Regions from separate parts of the Danio rerio genome. Here region 2 is linked to region 1. A link is a contact called in public Micro-C data. All regions are on one chromosome and are shown on one strand. The core of a region is the stretch at or near the end of the contact, and the rest is flanking DNA. Distances in the headings are between cores, read along the strand shown.

Evidence for each region. A called contact is a pair of places that touch in the nucleus more often than the background predicts.
Region 2: a contact with region 1 is called in a Micro-C map of caudal fin, with 3 times the contacts expected there. The contact joins the promoter of shpk here to the enhancer-like site in region 1. A contact is called at or near these places in 2 of 18 Hi-C or Micro-C datasets (caudal fin and an unstated tissue) and 1 of 4 datasets of contacts at active chromatin or transcription factors (gastrula embryo).

The regions. Positions count from the first base shown.
Region 1 is chr5:42,716,457-42,719,186 of GRCz12tu, forward strand. All of the region lies in intron 24 of ncor1 (nuclear receptor corepressor 1), which reads right to left. Among named protein-coding and RNA genes, the nearest start is that of si:dkey-65b12.12, 29 kb to the left of the region's middle. Within about 2 kb of position 1,370, at least 4 of the 62 cell types and tissues checked have an H3K27ac peak or open chromatin away from gene starts, as enhancers often do. A contact at or near this core is called in caudal fin, where this site is marked.
Region 2 is chr5:42,929,253-42,931,982 of GRCz12tu, forward strand. shpk (sedoheptulokinase) reads left to right here and starts at 1,368. Exons shown (of 9, transcript XM_073951313.1): 1 at 1,368-1,769. It overlaps emc6 (ER membrane protein complex subunit 6), which reads right to left and starts at 1,980. Exons shown (of 2, transcript NM_200056.2): 1 at 1,800-1,980; 2 at 998-1,718. The coding sequence starts at 1,698. The coding sequence ends at 1,366. The region is part of intron 3 of LOC137495624 (flotillin-2a-like); the gene reads right to left. LOC141385579 (a long non-coding RNA gene) reads right to left here. Exons shown (of 7, transcript XR_012406275.1): 7 at 2,641-2,730.

The sequences.
Region 1 (2,730 bases), core at 120-2,619:
GATTAAAAAAATTTTTTTTTTACAACACATACAAACTCTTACATATACCTTGGGAATGGTATAACAGAATATTTAAGCAGTATTAAAACCTTGGCTTTTCCAAACTGCGGTAAACCTTGAAACCGGTTATCGTTCCATGCCTAGATAACACACACCTCATTCCAAAACTGTTGTACTTTTCCACATTCCCACGTCATATGAAAAAAAGATCCAAGTTCCTGGTCAGGACATTTATAACAAAAAGGACTATAGGAGGTGTTGATAAGATGTATTTTGATCGAGGACTAGTAGGTTCAATAACAAAAGTGATAGTAAATGAGATTTTTAAATAAAGTAAAAATGTTCTGTCATACTCTTTCCCAGTCTGTGACAGTCAGTTTCCTAACTGTGTTGTATAGCTTAATGCTTTGCTGTAGCCTCCAAGGCCTTTCTGTACTGTACTGTTCCATGAGGTAAAATGACTAGTAGAGGAGAGATCAAACCAAGCAAGGATTGAATGACTGGGAAGATTGCCCCCTCAGGGAACCCTATAGGCATTCATGGCCAATTTTAATTACAAATATAAAAAGAGAGAAGAGTCTGTTTCATACTGTTTACAAAGTTTTTGAAAACTTAATATGCCATTAGAACAAGAAATATCTTTGAGCGTATACATGTCTTTCAGCATCCAATTCCTTTAAAAAAAAAACGATGCACCACCAGCACGAAAACCATTATTATTCCAAATACAGGTAGGTGTTTCTTTCCTCTTGTGTTGATATGTCTGATGCACCCTGAGTTCAGGTAAAGCACAAAATATGTCTTGTTGGAGACTTGAAGAATAAACCACATACTCATTCAGATTCTGATTAAAACCAACAAATCACTCCTGGCTGTGCTGTATTCTGAACTGTGCTAAGCTTCGCGCCTAACAATGATCTTTAGTCATGACTATACAACAGCATGACCTCTATTACCGTATTGCTTAAATGTCGACTCCAGGTCTTGCAGGTCAGATTCACTGCTCAATACTTCGCACCTCCTACACATAGCCTGCATTTGACCTTTCACAAATCAGAGAAACTATATATAAAAAAAAACACTCAAAAATCTGACATAAGTGCAAAATGTAGAGCTGGTTAAAAGAAAGCTGACCCAAATGCAGAGTGCCTCAAACTAAACCCTAAATAAAGGCTGACAAAGAAACACAGCCTTGAGTGAAATCTGCAGCTCTTAGCGTGGATGGGAATGAAGTCTCCCTTCACCTAAAAGCACTTCTTCCCCTTTCTAACTTCCCAGATAGCCCGGGCTCTCACTCACCTCTTTTGAAATATTGAGTCGTGAACTCCTGTCTCATGCGGTGTAAAAAGCATGAGTCTGTTAAGCAGAGATGAGATCAGGTGTTCTCTGTGGTTCTGTAGTGCAGGATGTGATGTGCTCATGCTGTAATAGCTTATCTGTTGCCAGAGTGCGTTTCAAGATGAATCATATGCACACATAAAAACGACTTGGGACTAACAGTTCAGATTTCTGCCCGTGTCTTTTATAGTTCGTGCACGGTTCAAGAAGTCATTTTGAGCTTCTATCAGAGAGAGTATAAAAAAAAAACACTCAAAAATAAATAGCTTTATGATTTACTGAGGAATGTAGAAAAAGAGGAGGAAATATTCCTTCCACTTATGCTTCTGTCATGTTTGTTCAAGGTTTTAGTGAATATTGGTGACATTTCATTACCACTATCAAAACTGAAGAATTTAGGAAAGAAAAGGTATTGTTCAAAAGTTATAAGTCAGTAAATGCTGTCAGAAAGAAACTAAAATCAGCCAACTTGCAGTAAATTAATTTGTTAATTATAAAATATATATCGAAAATTTAAGATTTTCGATATATTTAATGAGAATAAATTTAATAAGAAAATATTAAAATATTATCATGTTAGAGTGATTACTGACCATCATATGAATAAAAAGCCTTTGTAAATATACATTATAAAATAATTGTAAGAGCATTTTATAATGTTGTTGTTCTTATGTCTTATTAAAGAACATAAGACGGTTTTCAAGCTCAACAACAAAAACATCCATACCCCAAACTTTTACAATTTTTAAAACTACATTGTGAACAATTTTTTTTTGTATATTGCATTATTTAATCTGAATATAAATTATATATAAAATTGCATAGTAAACAACCATTAATTCTAATTATTATTTTATTATCCTTACTCGTGTTGTTCAAGATATTTTGTAGTAGTAGTAATAGTAAACTGTCCTGTCCTTGGACAATTCCATAAAAAACAAACAATAAAAACAATACAAAATACAGTAGTTACAATAATTATAATGCTAACTAAGATAAATATTTGATATTCTTGAAGACTTTATACCAAAGTGCTGCAGTTTGTATGTGTGATATTGTTTGTCTTGAACCGCCATGTAAAGTAATGCCCCAATCCCAGTTGCATCATCAGCAGTCATCATCTTATTGATGTAGCATGTATGTGGGACACTGAGAGAAAGTTTTGATCAATAACGCCAATAGCAAAACAGCAATCCTTCAACTCAATATAGCTCCTCAAGCAGAGGTCACTGTGGACCCAAGTCTAAAGTCAGATTTCTTCATCAAACCTAATAATTTTACAAAAACATCCTTACGAACCTGTGATGCAGTGCTAACACACCCTTCAGTTTACTTAACACACGCTGTATTTGTTTTGTTTCCTCTCTCCATGATGGAGCAGTCTCTATACGT
Region 2 (2,730 bases), core at 118-2,617, 210 kb after region 1:
GACATTTATTATGATGTTTTTTAGATACACATGCGTACTATTTTAAGGTACCGATCCAACTTTAGACCAATTTCTGAACAATTATAGACATAACCAATATTAAACAGTTTTTTTGTTTGTTTTTTTATGAAGGATTAATAATTCATGCAGTCATGCACATGGCTCGATCGCTAATATGTCGGTAATTTGATGCTTTGCAAAAGCTGCAGACACCCTTATCGATATTAAAATGTTTTTTGATGCGAAATTTATTTAAAACCTTACGCTGATAAAGAGACTTGAATAGGCCTCGGCTACTATAATAAAGAAAATCCACTCTAAGATGTAAAACTAAATAAATAGCTAAATACTCTGGACACATGAAAGTGTGAAGCCTGCAGCCGACAACAAAGGGGGAAAGTTATTGCGTGTCATATTTAACAAACCGTTTACTATGCATTTAATGTCATTTTGTTCACATTTGTTTGAAGAACCAAATTAGCCATAGATCAGTGATCAAGATTAAAAGATCCCGCATCTGTCAAATCATTAGATCATTTACACGAGGTACCAAGAACGGACCCCTGGTAACCATTAACTTCCATTGTATTTGTTTTTCCTGCCATGGATGTCAGTTTTCAACATTCTTCAAAATATCTTCTTTTGTGATCAACTGAGCAGAACACTCAAATTGATTTAGAGCAAGTCAAGGGCAAGTAAATGATTTCTTTATTGAGCGAACTATGCCTTTATTTACTAATTCTGAAACAAAAAGAACTGCAAGTGTCATTTTAGCACTGAGAAAAACTCTAAATGATCCATTTATAAATATATTTAAAGCGGATTATTTACTCAATTATTTATATTTATCAATCTGCTGAAAATACCTGTAAATATAGAACAGCTTTAATTTAATCATAGGTAAAATATTTAAAGACACTAAAATGTTTCAGTGACGAAGAAAATAATCAGATCTTTTGTATAACGCATTCTTGAGAAAACCAGGCAGATGAATGCATGAGGTTAATCATTTATTTTCCTCAATGAATATAAATTAAAACCATGTGATTTGTACAGATTTAAAGTGGACGTGGATTTTTTACACAGCTCTGATTTGTTATCCGGATCTTACACAGAGAGCAAGCTGAAAACACATTAGTCTTGTTGGCCTACACTACATCCAAACCAGCCCTGTCCCGTAAGGAAAACACTAAACCTACAAGAGGAAATCATCCGACATCTCACATCGTCAAACCTTCAGTGCAATTAGTACTGAGAAAATATTTCTATGCCTAAACATAAGATAAAAAACAAGGTCAGTCAGCACTCTCTACCACCCAGAGGCCTCTCTATCGTGTTACTGTCCTACATCTAGTCCGAGTAGCTTCAGTACACATGCACCATCCCGTACAGGAACGTCCAGAACAGCACGTAGGTGAACAGGCCTCCGACGAGGCCCCCGGTGAACAGCAGACGGCGAGACTTGAAGCACTTGTTCCACCGTCGACCAGCTTTGAGGATGAGGAGCAGCGACAGCAGGAAAGAAGCGAGGAAGTAAAAGACGAAGCCGTAGAGTCCCGTAAGGCCGAGGATGCCCGCGGTGGCCCCGGACAGCGCGGACACCGAGGTGCGGCAGTAGTCGAGCACCGCCCCGTTCCCCCGCACCGACACCTCGCTAATGAACTGCGGACCCTCGCGTTTGGCTGCGACTGAGGCCATGATGAGATGTTAAAAACAGGCTGAGAGACAAAAACAGAAGAGCATTGAAACATCGACCATCACATAAAGCCGTGAGTTCAGTTTAAATCTCCTCCGCTTACCGTTAGAGAGAAAACACTGAAGAACACGAGCGTCTGCCTCCGCGACTCAAGCAAACATCGTTTACATCAAACACTCGTGCATCCCAAACTATCAGAGCTCTGTTACAGCGAGGAATGTGTTATTTAGGAAGATGTTCTGGATAAAACACGGCTTGTGTCATTCAACATCAGCCATTTTCTCGCAAAGCACCATGGGAGATGAAAAATGTCGTTTTATTTATTTTTACAATTAACTCGGATTTAATTTTAAAATAATAACATGTAAAATTGTACGCGTTTGGATGTATAATTTCAAGTAATATTACAGTTTAAATATCTGCTTATTTGATTTACCTTTCACCCAGTGTATGGGATCCGCGAAGGCTCAAAACTTGTGATAAGATGAAGGAATCGTTCGCAAGAGTCGGTTCCTTTGAACTGTTCACTTCAAACAACTGGCCGATGCTTCCATTTCTATGCGTTTTCTGACATCATGGCGACTTTTTCTTAGATGTGACTGACCAAAATACACACTAAAGAAAAAAAACGGACAAGTCTCTACTGATTAAAGCTTCATATTGTTTGATCATAATTTAGAAATATGTTCTTTTAACTTAAAATAACTAATATAAACAATAAAACTAAAACGAATAACATAAAAAAGCTAAAATAATTCAAACAAACTAAACCTATTTTAAACTTTAAAAACACTTTTCTCGTGATGACAAAGCTGAATTTTGCAGTAAGGATTCAGTGTCAGAAGGTTATTCATATTTTTGTGTAATCTTTTTTCATGATTGATAAAACAGATGTGCTTTTATTTAAGGACATTCAGTTGATTAAAAGTGACAGGAAATCATTTTAAACATACGACAAAATTTATTTCAAATACATTACATTATTACATTATTGTTTTTTTGATCAAGGAGTAAGAAGAGACGCGGATTTAATA